2 separate regions of the Mus musculus genome follow, and region 1 is linked to region 2. Evidence: chromatin contacts called from public promoter capture Hi-C data. All regions are on one chromosome and are shown on one strand. The core of a region is the stretch at or near the end of the contact, and the rest is flanking DNA. Distances in the headings are between cores, read along the strand shown. Region 1 holds the start of Fosb (FBJ osteosarcoma oncogene B). Region 2 holds the start of Bbc3 (BCL2 binding component 3).

Region 1 (6,075 bases), core at 1,436-3,935, 3.0 Mb after region 2:
CCACTGAAGATCCTGGCTGGTTGTGATTGCGGTGACCGTTGGCACGAAGGAGCCGGGCATTTCCCCGAGACCGGCGCACTCCTACGGGGTGAGACATACACACACAGGCGTAGACACACAAACAAAGCCACCGACACACACACGCCCAACACACATAACACACACCGACCCCTGTGAGTGAGCACAGGGTGAGCGGGTGTGGATGTGTGTGTCACAGGCAAAAAGCCACAACACCCACCCTTCCACTACACCGTGACGCAGTGGTTAATGAGAGATTCTGTTCAACTGCCTTCTACCTCCTCCTTCTTCCTCGGGGAAAGGTTGCACGGTTCCAGCGGGTGGTGAATCACACCCCGGGTTGGTGACTCTTAGGTGTGGGGGGGTGGGTGGGAGAGGAGGCTGGACAGAACCTGGTGACAAACCTCCCGGGATGGAGCCACAGACATTCACACACACATACAGCCAAAACACCCCACCCCCACCACAGAGGGAGGGAGAGGGAGAGGCCTTAGCCCAAGCCTTCCTCTCCTCCACTCACACACAAACACACCCCCCACTGCATGAGGGCTCCCGCAGGGGCGGAGATCCCAGTTCCAACGGTGTTGGGGGACCGGCCTAAGAGTTGAGAGCATCCCTTCCGAGTGTCTGTCTCTTCCCCAGTGAGACTGACAGGTTTCAGTGAACTGATAGGCAGAGAAAAGTGACAGCGAGAATCTCTCAGACTGTCTTGCAGGGGATGGGGTGACATAGGATCTGCGTCCCCGAACCCAAGAAGCGTCCATCACGCCCCCCCCCCCCCTTCCCGCAAGTGGAATCCTAGAGGCTTAACTACTCTAGGGGGCGTGGCGAGGGAAGGGCTGAATCCCTGGCCAATCAGAGCCCTGGGAACTAAGGGAAGGCAGACCTTTTAGAGACCACCTGGCTGCCTCTCCGTAGGCTAGCTCATCTAGTGTTTGAACACCTCGGAAGGACTGAGTGTCTAGAGCTCAGGGAGCACGTATATGTGTGCCTGGAGAAGGGATGAGGCCTTCAGTTCCCCCTTAGAGGCGCTAACACTCAGCCAAAAGCCTCTAGCTTATGACAACAGGACCAGGTCCACACAAGGTCCTCGCAGACCCATGGGGTGACAACGAGTCCCCCGATCGCGACAAGAATCCCCTAGCTCTCCCTCTTGGAGACCCCCAGCACGGGAAGAACCACAAAAAGCAAGGAAGGGAGCTACGCTCTACAAATAGGAAGGGAACGCTGATTGGCTAAAGCTCGCGCCGCGACAGCCAATCACAAAGCCACGCTGCCCCCTCCCTTAGCAACGTGGCCTCGGCGTTCCAAAATAGAACGTGCCCGGGACGTCAGGGGCGGGGCGGGCGGAGGGGGCGCTGCGCGCTGTGCGTGCCCCGCGTCAGACGGAGGATTCCAGCGCGTCAGCCTTTACGCACGGGTCCCCCGTTACGTCTCCGCGCAGGAGGCGGAGGCAGCGTGACCGGGGTTCGAGGCCCTAACTCTTGCTGGGTGGAGGGTGACTGCGGACTTGCAGTCCGCGTTTTGAAGGAAGAGGGAAGAGGAGGAGGCTCCTGGAAGCTTCTCTGGAATTTTTTGTTTCTTTTTCTTCCCCTACTTGCCTAGCTTCGGCTTAGGGAGCCGGCTTTCGGCTAAAAGTTCTCAGCTTCTGCTAACCACCGGGTATATACTTTGCACCGGGCATCGCCAACGTTTGCCCAGCTGCATTCCTTTCCCGCGCTCCGCGCAAATAACCTTTTGCAAACATCACTCCATTCTTTGCAGTTTGCAAACAACAAAAAACCAAAGTGCAAACCGAACTATTGCAATCCCAGATCCTGGGTTTTGGCGCGTCTCTATTTGAGAGGATGCTCAATCTACACTTTAGCCTGAAAGAAACACCCCCCCCCCCAACCACTAAAGTAGAATCTTTACGATCTAAAACTTACCTGGGAGGCGGCGGCGGTGGGTGGACTGCCGAAGGAGTCCACCGAAGACAGGTACTGAGACTCGGCGGAGGGTGATGAGCTACACCGGGAGCCGGAGTCGTAGTCTCCGGGAAAAGCTTGAAACATTTCCCTGGGCACAGGGGGGCCCCTGTGACCACGCTGAGGTCGCCGGGAAGCCAAGGCTATGGCCGAGTGGAATGAGATGCGAGTCCGGAGTAGACCGGACACGTCTCCAAAGTGCGCTGCTCGGGGAAGCTTAGTCTCCGGTTCGGAGAACTGCCCAAGTTTCGATGCAAGTTCCCTCTGCAAGATCCCAGATCCCCTTCAGACCGCCGCTGTACCTCCTGAAAGTCCAGGCTCTGTCGGTTTCACGGGGGGCGACGCGGGGATCGCTCCCCGCCCAGAAACCCGCCGGGCAGTGCCGCGGTGCAGCGTGCGCTTCAGATGCAGTTCCAATCCTGTCGAAGCGTCCCAAGAAATGAGGGAGAGCAGAGGGGCGCGATCCAGAAGCCCACAGAAAGAAAGTCTATCCTCCGGACGAATCGGAAGAACGATCTAGAAAGAGTCTTGCAAAAAGGAAACCCACAAAACTTTCTCTCCAGTTTAAAAATATATATAAATATATATATATAAATTTTTCACGGCCTCCAAGAAGAAGAAAAAGAAAGAGTCACCAGTAGTCAAGTCCAGCAAGCCCCGGCTCCGCGTGTCCCCGGCGTAGCCGCTCCAGTCTTATGAATGAAACCGGGAGCTGCCGGGCTGAATTTATGCCTCCGGGACCCGCCCCCGCGCTTGCGTCACCCGCAACTCCATGCACAAACCTCCCAAACTCTCCCTTCCCGCCGACTGAGCTCCTTGTGGCGCCCTCCAGGGCCTCGTGCACCTGCCACCTGCCCATAGTGTGACCCTGGGGGTCTCGGGGGTCCCCAAGGCTGCGTTCTGAGGGGCTTCGCGGGAGGGGATCCCGCCCCGCCCTCCCCGGAGTTCCTGTGACGCAATTAGCCATATAAGGAGCTCGGCCAGCGCGGCCCAGTGTTTGTTTGGTATCCTAGCAATTACGTCAGAGGGAATCCCTCGCTCCTGCGCGCGCCCGCTGTTGCGCTGTGCGGAACCCGCCCGCGCCTGCGCAGTTCCACGCTGTCCCGGAGGCTGAGATTGACAGGCGCCTAAACTCCCTCAGAAGGCCCCTGCTGACCCGGGTTGGAGAAGGTGCAACTCCAGATCCCAGGTCTGCTTATACCCCTGGGACCCCACCCTCCCCAAACCGGTGCAGCGCCCCTGCTGGTGAAAAAGAGCAAGGTCCCCAGTGCAGATTCTGGCGAGAGGGGTATAATCAGTCTAGGTGGGGAAACTGAGGCTCAGGAGGAATTGGAGAGTCTGTGATATCTCCAGGTGTAGGGATGGGTAAGGATGCAGTCCCCTCCCCACTAGCTTTGTCACGGATTCTGTGTGACTCGGTGAGCTTGGAAAATGTGCTCCCTCCCTGATCTAAAACTTCAGTACTCATAGCTAAGCAAAGGATAGGTGGCTTTTCCGGGTCCCTGAATCTGGGGGACCTGCAGAATTGGAGCAGGTAGGAACCCACACCCGGTGAGTTCTTCAGGCTTGATGGTGTTGGAAGCCTCTCCTTCCCACTTAGCTCAGGAGACAGAAAAGAAAGTGTGTATACAATAATAATTGAACAATAATAATTGGTGGTGTCTGGTGGTGGTGGCAGCTGCGGCAGCAGCACACATCTTTAATCCCAGCAGAAGCAGGGAGATCTCTGTGAGTTCGAAACCAGCTTGTTCTACAGAGTGAGTTCCAGGACAGCCAGGGCTACACAGAGAAACCCTGTCTCGAAAAATAAATAAATAAAATACTAGTGCATTAATATAATCGGTGGCATGTGTTTAGCAATCAGCAGGTATCAGCCCCAGCAAGATGGTTCACAGGTAAAGGAGCTTGCTACACATACCTGACAACCTGAGTCCCATCCCTGGGACTCACGGTGGAAGAAGAAAAATGACTCCTAAAAATTGTTCTCTGATCTCCACATGCATGCAAAGACAGAAAACAACCAGTACTCATATGTAGTAATAATAATAATAATAATAATAATATCAATATTAATGATTTAAACAAAAGGGGATGTGAGGGCGGGAATGTAGCTTAAAGTGGAATGAATGTCTAGCATGTGTGAAGTCCTGGGTTCTATCCACATCCAGAAGGAAAGAATATATATACACGTATTGTGAACATCCCCTCCCCCTATTGTGAACATCCCCTCCTCTTTCTACCCTTTGCCCTCCTCCTTTCTCTGTCTGTTTTTGAGATGGGGTCTCATTATGTACCACCTTTGGCCTGGAATTCATTCTGTAGGCCAGGATGACCTCTACCTCTTGAGTGTTGGAGTTAAAGGCACCTTCCACCATGCCAGGCATATCTGATCTTATGTCCTGCTTGTTTGTTTGTTTGTTTGTTTTTAAAACAAAGACTAGAATTTACTATGTACCCAAGGATGACAATGAACATCTTGCTCTCACCTCTATATTGTCGCCAGGCCTGGTTTATTACTGGGGATGTAATCCAGGGGCCTCCTGCATGCTAGGGGAGCCCTCTGCCAACGGCTGCTGCATCGCTGGCCAGGGTCCTGATTCTTAAGTACCCACTAAGAAGGATGCCACCAGCAACTGCAAAAAGCCTGGGAGACCCCAGGCCAAGCCTAGGGAAAGAAAACTTTTCCAGGGGAGATGCCACACACACATGTCCATTCACCCTAGACAGGGAGCCAGCTCAGAAGAGACCAAAGTCCAATTTGCTGAACCGATGAATTTTCTATTAGAGTTACTTACAGGAGTGTGCATGGGTGAGGGGTGACTTACGGGAGAAGTCACTCAAAGACAGCTGCGTCACCCAAGCCCGCCCCAGCATGAGTGACAGCTTACAAAGCTGGGAGCCTGGAGCACCCTGCAGAGCCTGAAGACTGCTCCACAGATTGGAGGGTGCTCTCTCCAGATGTCTTAGTTGGTCTAAACCTCTTGCAGGCAGCTTGGCTAGGTTCTGAGTCTTCCAAATAGCTGGTCTGTTGTCAGGATCTCCTTTGCAGCTTGGCATCTTTCCATCTTAGGAGTGGGGAGACTCTTAGCCATAATTTATTGCTTACTTTGGCAGGGAGGGGCTTAGTAAATGTGGTCAGTTTCAGGGACTTCCTATTGTGAGTCTTTTGCCTTCCTGTTTAAAGCACTTCTCTGCCAGATGGAATGTTTCAGTCTTGGAGGAAACTGTTCCATAACTCCTGGTCCAGCCCAAAATCTAAAGAAGAAAGCAAAGAGGCACTTTAATTGTTTATTTTTATTTTGTTTTGCTTTGTTTTTAGTATTACTTATTTTATATTATCTGTATGAGGGGTTTTGTTTTGTTAGGTCTTTGTATGAGTGTGTGTGTGCACCCTGTGTGTGCCTGATGCCCACAGAGGTTAAAAAAAAAAGCCATTGGATTCCCTGTAACTGAAGTTAGAGTTGGTTGTGAACCACTCTGTGGATACTGGGAACCCAATCCAGGTTCTCTGTAAGAGCAGCCAGTACTCTTAACCACTGAACAATTTCTTTACCCCAAGAAGCACTTTAAATACGTTAAATCTCGCCAGAAGTGGTGGGTCTATGCCTTTAATCCCAGCAACTGGGAGGCAGGGCAGGCAGATCTTTTAATTCTAGGCCAGCCTGGTTTACATAGTGAGTTCCAGGACAGCCAGGGCTATGTGCAGAGAGACCCTGTTTAATAATAATAATAATAATAATAATAATAATAATAATAATATTAAAACAATGACAATGCTCAAGGCCAGCACCATAACACCACAGACAAAGGTGTGATTTCTAACACCATAAAGAAAAGACTTGATTCTCTATACCAATAATGGGGAAGATGGTGGGGAGCCACATAGGGATAAAGGGACTGGTGGGGGGTGCTAACAGGTGATGCCAGAGATTGCCAGACAAAAGCCTGACCTCAAACCACCTCCCACCTGGTTCCCCACGCCCCCTCTGTCTGCTCCTGTCAGGAGGGAGGGACAGGTACTCAGAGATGACAAAGCAGCCACTGGCAGGCCATGACTCTGCTCAGGCATCCGACAGGGAGTGACCCCTTA
Region 2 (5,835 bases), core at 1,044-3,543:
CCTCCCCCGAGAAGGAATCAATTACAAATAGCTTCTGGACTAGAGGTGGGACCTTGTGTCCTACCCTACTCACTGCTGGGATTTTGTCAGGTTTTTTTTTTTTTTTGGTTTTTCGAGACAGGGTTTCTCTGTATACCCCTGGCTGTCCTGGAACTCGCTTTGTAGACCAGGCTGGCCTCGAACTCAGAAATCCATCTGCCTCTGCCTCCTGAGTGCTGGGATTAAAGGCGTGCACCACCATGCCCAGCCGGAGCACACTTTTCTTGGAGTCATCTGCCACCTCTGGTGATCTTTCCACTTCCTCTTCTGCGTGGGTCCCTGAACCCCGAGGAAAGGAGTTGGATGAAAACATCCAGTTTACAGCTGAATGCTCCAAGGTCTCTCACTGTCTGCAGATTGTCCAGTTGTGGGTTATTTTAAATTTAATTGTGTGTGAGTATGTGTGTGTGTGTGTGTGTGTGTGTGTGTGTGTACGTGAGTGTGTGGACACGGACGCAGGTCTCTCAGGAGGCCAGGAGCATCAGATTCCCTGGAGCTAGGGTTACATATCCAGGCACAAGATGTAGGTACTGGGAACAGAACACAGGTCCTTCCTTGGGAAGAGCTGTAAGCACTCTTAATCACTGAGTTCTCCCCCCCCCCCCCACTTGCTTCGTTTTTTGAAAAAGATCACTTGCTGTGCTCAAAAATGGGCTTGGAGAGCCGGGCATGGTGGCGCACGCCTTTAATCCCAGCACTCGGGAGGCAGAGGCAGGAGGATTTCTGAGTTCGAGGCCAGCCTGGTCTACAAAGTGAGTTCCAGGACAGCCAGGGCTACACACAGAAACCCTGTCTCAAACAAACAAACAAACAAACAAACAAACAAACAAGCTGGACAGTGGTGGTGCATGCCTTTAATCCCAGCACTTGGGAGGCAAAGGCAGGTAGATTTCTGAGTTTGAGGCCAGCCTGGTCTACAAACTGAGTTCCAGGACATCCAGGGCTACACAGAGAAACCCTGTCTTGAAAAACCAAAAAAGAAAAAAAAAAAAAGGGGGGGGCCTGGAACTCACTATGTAACTCAGACAGACTCCAACCTTGCAACCACATTCCTGCTTTATCCTCTGGAAGTGCTGGGAAGACAGGTGTAAGTGACTATGTTTATTTCTTTAACAAGTGTCTTATCTCACATGGCTGTGTGACACCCTTTCACAGCGGGCCCAGTGCTGGGCACCCATAGGTAAGTAATATACTCAGTAAGTTTGGTGACAGTTTGGGTGAGACAGAGAGTCTGTCAAGTGCCGTGAGAGATGTCTACGGCTTGGGAGGAGGAAGGGTCACTGTTTCAAAAGGGAAGGGAAATAAATGACTTTTAGAAAAGGGAAAGGAAACAGAAACAACAGACAGGATGAAATAGGGTGCAGGGGGCTGCCCGGGCATGTCTGTGCCAGGAGCACAGGGCTGCCTCTTCCCCATTTGTCCAGTGCCAGATGGGTATTACGCCAGGCGGGCCAGGTGTTTAAGTTCACGAGTGTAACCCGCCATCAAGCCATTTAGCAGGAACCTGTCTCAGGAGTGACTTTGTGAGCACAGGTCTGGGCTCAGTTTCTTCTGTATGTGACTGGCATGTTTTGTAGGGTCAGCCAGTGCAGTCTAGTGGCTGTGCTTCAGCTATTGCGGGTGTCAGCCTGAGAGTGCTATTTGGATTGGAGTGTGTGTCCCTCTGAACCTGCCAGGAAGTTGTTCTGAGAAGGGGTCAGCCTTTAGTGTAGTGTGAATGCCCTAGGCATCTGGGGACACGGGTTTGTGCGTCGGAGACTGTTTGAATATTGTTTGTGCAACTACGTTTTGGGTTGTCACTGTCTGTGTGTGACCCAGTGAGCCAGTAAGTAAGATAATCTGGATGTCTGGGTCTGTGTGAGCTCGTGTGTCCAGGCCCTTGTCCTGATGTGTATCTGTGCCTCTGGTCTGACTTTGTGTCCCTGTGGCTCAGTCATCACTGACTCAGTGCACCCTGGCGTGCCAGTCCGTTAGTCTGAGCGTACTCCTCAGGTGTGGGTGTGGGTCCCAGTCAGTGTGTCAGTGTGTCAAGCGTGTGTCCGGACACCCTAGGTCTGGGCTGTCCCCACGCTGCTCCTCCTGCCTGGACCAGGCCTCGCCCCGCCCCTCTGGCTGCCGGGAAACCCCCCGCGCCGAGGTAGGGGGCGCGGCGCCCGACTGCAAGCCCCGACTTGTCCCCAGCCGCGGGCGGGGCCCTGGCGTCACGCGGGGGCGGGGCGTGGGAGCCAGCGAGAGGCGGGGCGGGGCGGCCGCCGAGCGAGCGGGGCCCGGGGATCTGCCGGGAGGCCTGAGACGCGGCATAGAGCCACATGCGAGCGGGGAGCCCAGGAGGCGGCGGCGACACCAGCAAGCAAGCAGCAGCAGCGGTGATCCGGACACGAAGACTCCAGAAGCAGCAGCAGTCACTGCAGTTAGAGCAGCAGGAGCAGCAGCAAGGTGCCTCAATAGCAACCCACTCGGCGGGCGAGCCCTCCAGAAGGCAACCGCCCGCCACCCCATCGCCTCCTTTCTCCGGAGTGTTCATGCCCCCGGGGTGAGTGAGCACCCCGATTCCCGAAGCTGCTTACGAGCGGCAAGGCCCGGAGGGCTCCCTGGAGGAGGTGACGGGGTGCACGGGCCGATAGGACGGTCGCCTTGCATTCCCGCAGCTTGTGCCCCAGCTTTCATCACTGGGACTAAGGCTGGGCCAGGCGGGCGGGAAGGAAGCACCTGGGACTCAGGGCGCCCTGTCTGGGCGCACAGGTGCCACAGCGGTCTGGCGGGTTTGTTTACAAACAATGGGGTTCGGGCTCGCCCGCGCCCCCTGGTGGCTAGTGAGACCTGGGAGGAGCGTGGCCCCGGGCTCGCTCGAGTCCCCCGAGTCCCACTGCGGGAGGGTTGGGGTGGGGGGTGGCACCGAGGATCGGCCACACCCAGAGCGCGCGCCCGCCGGGGGCGGCGACAGGGGGCGGCGGAGGCTGTGGCTCCCGCGGGCGGGGGCTGCGCCCCAGCAACAGCCGGTTATTGGCCCCGCGCGCGCTGGGCGGGCGGGGCGGGCGCACGTGGCGGCGTCGAGGGGGGGGGCTGTGACAGCGGAGGGGCGGCGGGGACCGCGCGTGCGGGGCTGTGGATCTGCAGGTGTCTCGCCTGGGTGTGTGTGCTCGTGTTTGGCTCCCGAGTTTGTATCCCTACACCGAGATGTTGGCGTTTGTCACCCGGAGGGGTGTCTGCGTGAGTCCTTGCCCGCGTGTCTGCGGGGTGGGGTGCACCTGTCCGTTTACGGGTGTGGGTGGCCACCCCCCAAACCAGAGTTGTATACGTGTGCTCTTAAGGGGTGAAAAGGGGATCTGTATCTGTCGCTTGCCTGGTAGTGTTGGTGGTGGTGGTGCGGACGACCGGGGCACTTGAGCTGTGTTTGTGTGTCGCTTGAGTGAGCTGTGTTGCTGTGCAGGGGTCTCGCCCAAGTGTGCGCTGCGTGTGTGTGTGTGTGTGTGTGTGTGTGTGTGTGTGTGTGTGTATGCGCGCGCGCGCGTGCTGTCTCTGGGTGTCTCCAAGACAAGCATCTGCTGTACCCAGCTTTTGGGATGGGATGCCACCCAGTGCCTGATCGCTCGCTGGGTGACTTCTGAGCAGCAAAAGGCACACAAGGCACGCTGAGCATGAAGGGCTTTGGGGGTGGGGGGGATCTAGCGGGTTCAGTGCCAGCCCCTCTCTCTGCATGCAGTGTGTGTGTGTGTGTGTGTGTGTGTGTGTGTGTGTGTGAGAAAGAGAGAGGGGGGGGTGAGAGTGAGTTTTGGGTCTGAGGGGTTTGTCTCTGTGATCCAGGCTATGTGTCATGTGGTGCTCTCTCTCTGTAGTGTTTATAGCAGTCACGTGAGGCCAGTGTTTTCTGTCTCTGCATTAGGTGTGTGTGCTGCTGGGCTCTGTGTGTGTGTGTGTGTGTGTGTGTGTGTGTGTTTTCTGGGGCTGACAGTTGGCTGTGGTGTATTGGGGCTGAGAGTAGAGGCTGGACCTATGGCTTCTACCAGCTGCGGCTGGTGCCTCCCGATGTGGCTGCCCCGCACACGAGGGGGGATGATGTATCTGGATATGATGACTTGTGTCTATGTGTGGCTGTTGTGTCCCAGGAGCTCAAAGTTGGGGGGGGGTGCACATTCAGGTGTGTTTTGAGATGATGGTGGTGCATGTGCTAAGGAATAGTAAGGGGGGTGTCTTTGGGTTGTCTGTGTGTATGCGGGAGAAACACGTTGAAGACTTGAGTCTGTTGTGCTTCAGTGTGTGACGGCTGCATTGTGGGCGGGTGAGCGCTGGCATGTCAGCAGCGGGTCAGTGTGAGACTGGTGTAAATATGTTGAAAGGGCTCTGGATGGCTGTGTGTGCATGTCTGTGTCCCCATGTGTTTCTGGGTGAGCCACCTCACTGGGGGAGCGGGAGGGGCGGTAAAGTTGGACACTTCTCTGAGTTCACTGGTGTCTTCCCATTACACACACACACACACACACACACACACACACACACACACACACGGTTCTCTGACAGCACCGTGTATCCTGGGAGCCCCAGCACCCCTTCTGCGCTCTTCTCTGTTGAGAAAGTTCTCCCTGGCCCAAGCCCTGAGAGTAGTAGGCAGTTTTCCTGGTGGGTTTTGCTACAAACCCCAGACGCAGTCTGTGCGCCCCTCACCATGTGTCCCGGCCAGGCTGTCCCTGGGGTCATCCCTTCCTGGGTGGGAGTGACTTCCAGGCAGGGTGTCTGCGAGGTGGGGTCCTGCAGGCCCCCCCCGCAGTCGCCCCACTGACCTCCCGCCGTGTCCCGCAGGCTCCAGGGAGCGCCATGGCCCGCGCACGCCAGGAGGGCAGCTCTCCGGAGCCCGTAGAGGGTCTAGCCCGCGACAGTCCGCGCCCCTTCCCGCTCGGCCGCCTGATGCCCTCCGCTGTATCCTGCAGCCTTTGCGAGCCCGGCCTGCCCGCCGCCCCTGCTGCCCCTGCCTTGCTGCCGGCCGCCTACCTCTGCGCCCCCACCGCTCCACCTGCCGTCACCGCCGCCCTGGGGGGCCCCCGCTGGCCTGGGGGTCACCGCAGCCGGCCCAGAGGCCCGCGCCCGGACGGTGAGTGCCCGCCCCGCACCCGGGGAAGCTGAAGCGGGAGTGGAGCTGAGTGGGGCCACCGGGAGGGTGTGGCCAGTGTGGTCTTTGTGTAGCAAGAACCAGGAAGACAGAGTGGGAGACATGGATGGAGGGGCCAAGTCGAGTGGGAAGTCCCTCTTAGAATCTGACTGCAGTCCCCGGAGTTGCAGTCCACGTCCCTTCCCGGGCCTCGGGCAACAGCTGTTTCTCAGCTCCCCTCCCCCAGCCCGGGTCCCTGGGCGCCCCCCACCCCCATGAGGATTGCAGTGGGAAGGAGTGTGGCCAGTGGGAGGACTGTCACCTCAGGACTTTGGGGAGGGGTCGGAGGCCTTACCCTTTTATTTGAATCTCTTTGGCACTGGCAGGGTTAGTCCGCAGTCCCCCAGGAGGAAGGAGAGGGGGAGGGGCCATTGTGTTGGGAAAGTCCCCCTCGGGGAGAGGGTGAGGCTCAGGGAGGGAAGGGTTAAAGGTCCCTCGCCTGATGGGCTGTTAACCCTGTGGTGCCCGGCTACGGGGAATGACCATCTGGGTTTCCCTTTCTATTTGCCCCCACCTCCCCATGAAGAGAGAAAAACTTTCCAACTTTCCCTGCGTTTCAGGACTAGGTTCAGAGATAATGGAAACTGAGGCTCAGGATCTAGTGTGACAGGACCGAGGCACAAGGATGAGTGCCAGAGGGGGTGGAGCACAAA

Evidence for each region. Capture Hi-C pulls out chosen DNA fragments and counts their contacts.
Region 1: a promoter capture Hi-C map of adipose tissue shows a contact between it and region 2, with 4 times the contacts expected there. The contact joins the promoter of Fosb here to the promoter of Bbc3 in region 2. A contact is called at or near these places in 2 of 115 datasets of contacts at active chromatin or transcription factors (forebrain and stem cell-derived neural progenitor cells) and 2 of 9 other capture datasets (adipose tissue and liver).

What each region holds. Positions count from the first base shown.
Region 1 is chr7:19,307,360-19,313,434 of GRCm38.p6, forward strand. It overlaps Fosb (FBJ osteosarcoma oncogene B), which reads right to left and starts at 2,686. Exons shown (of 4, transcript NM_008036.2): 1 at 1,947-2,686; 2 at 1-81. The coding sequence starts at 2,072.
Region 2 is chr7:16,307,290-16,313,124 of GRCm38.p6, forward strand. It overlaps Bbc3 (BCL2 binding component 3), which reads left to right and starts at 2,294. Exons shown (of 4, transcript NM_133234.2): 1 at 2,294-2,572; 2 at 4,837-5,125. The coding sequence starts at 4,852.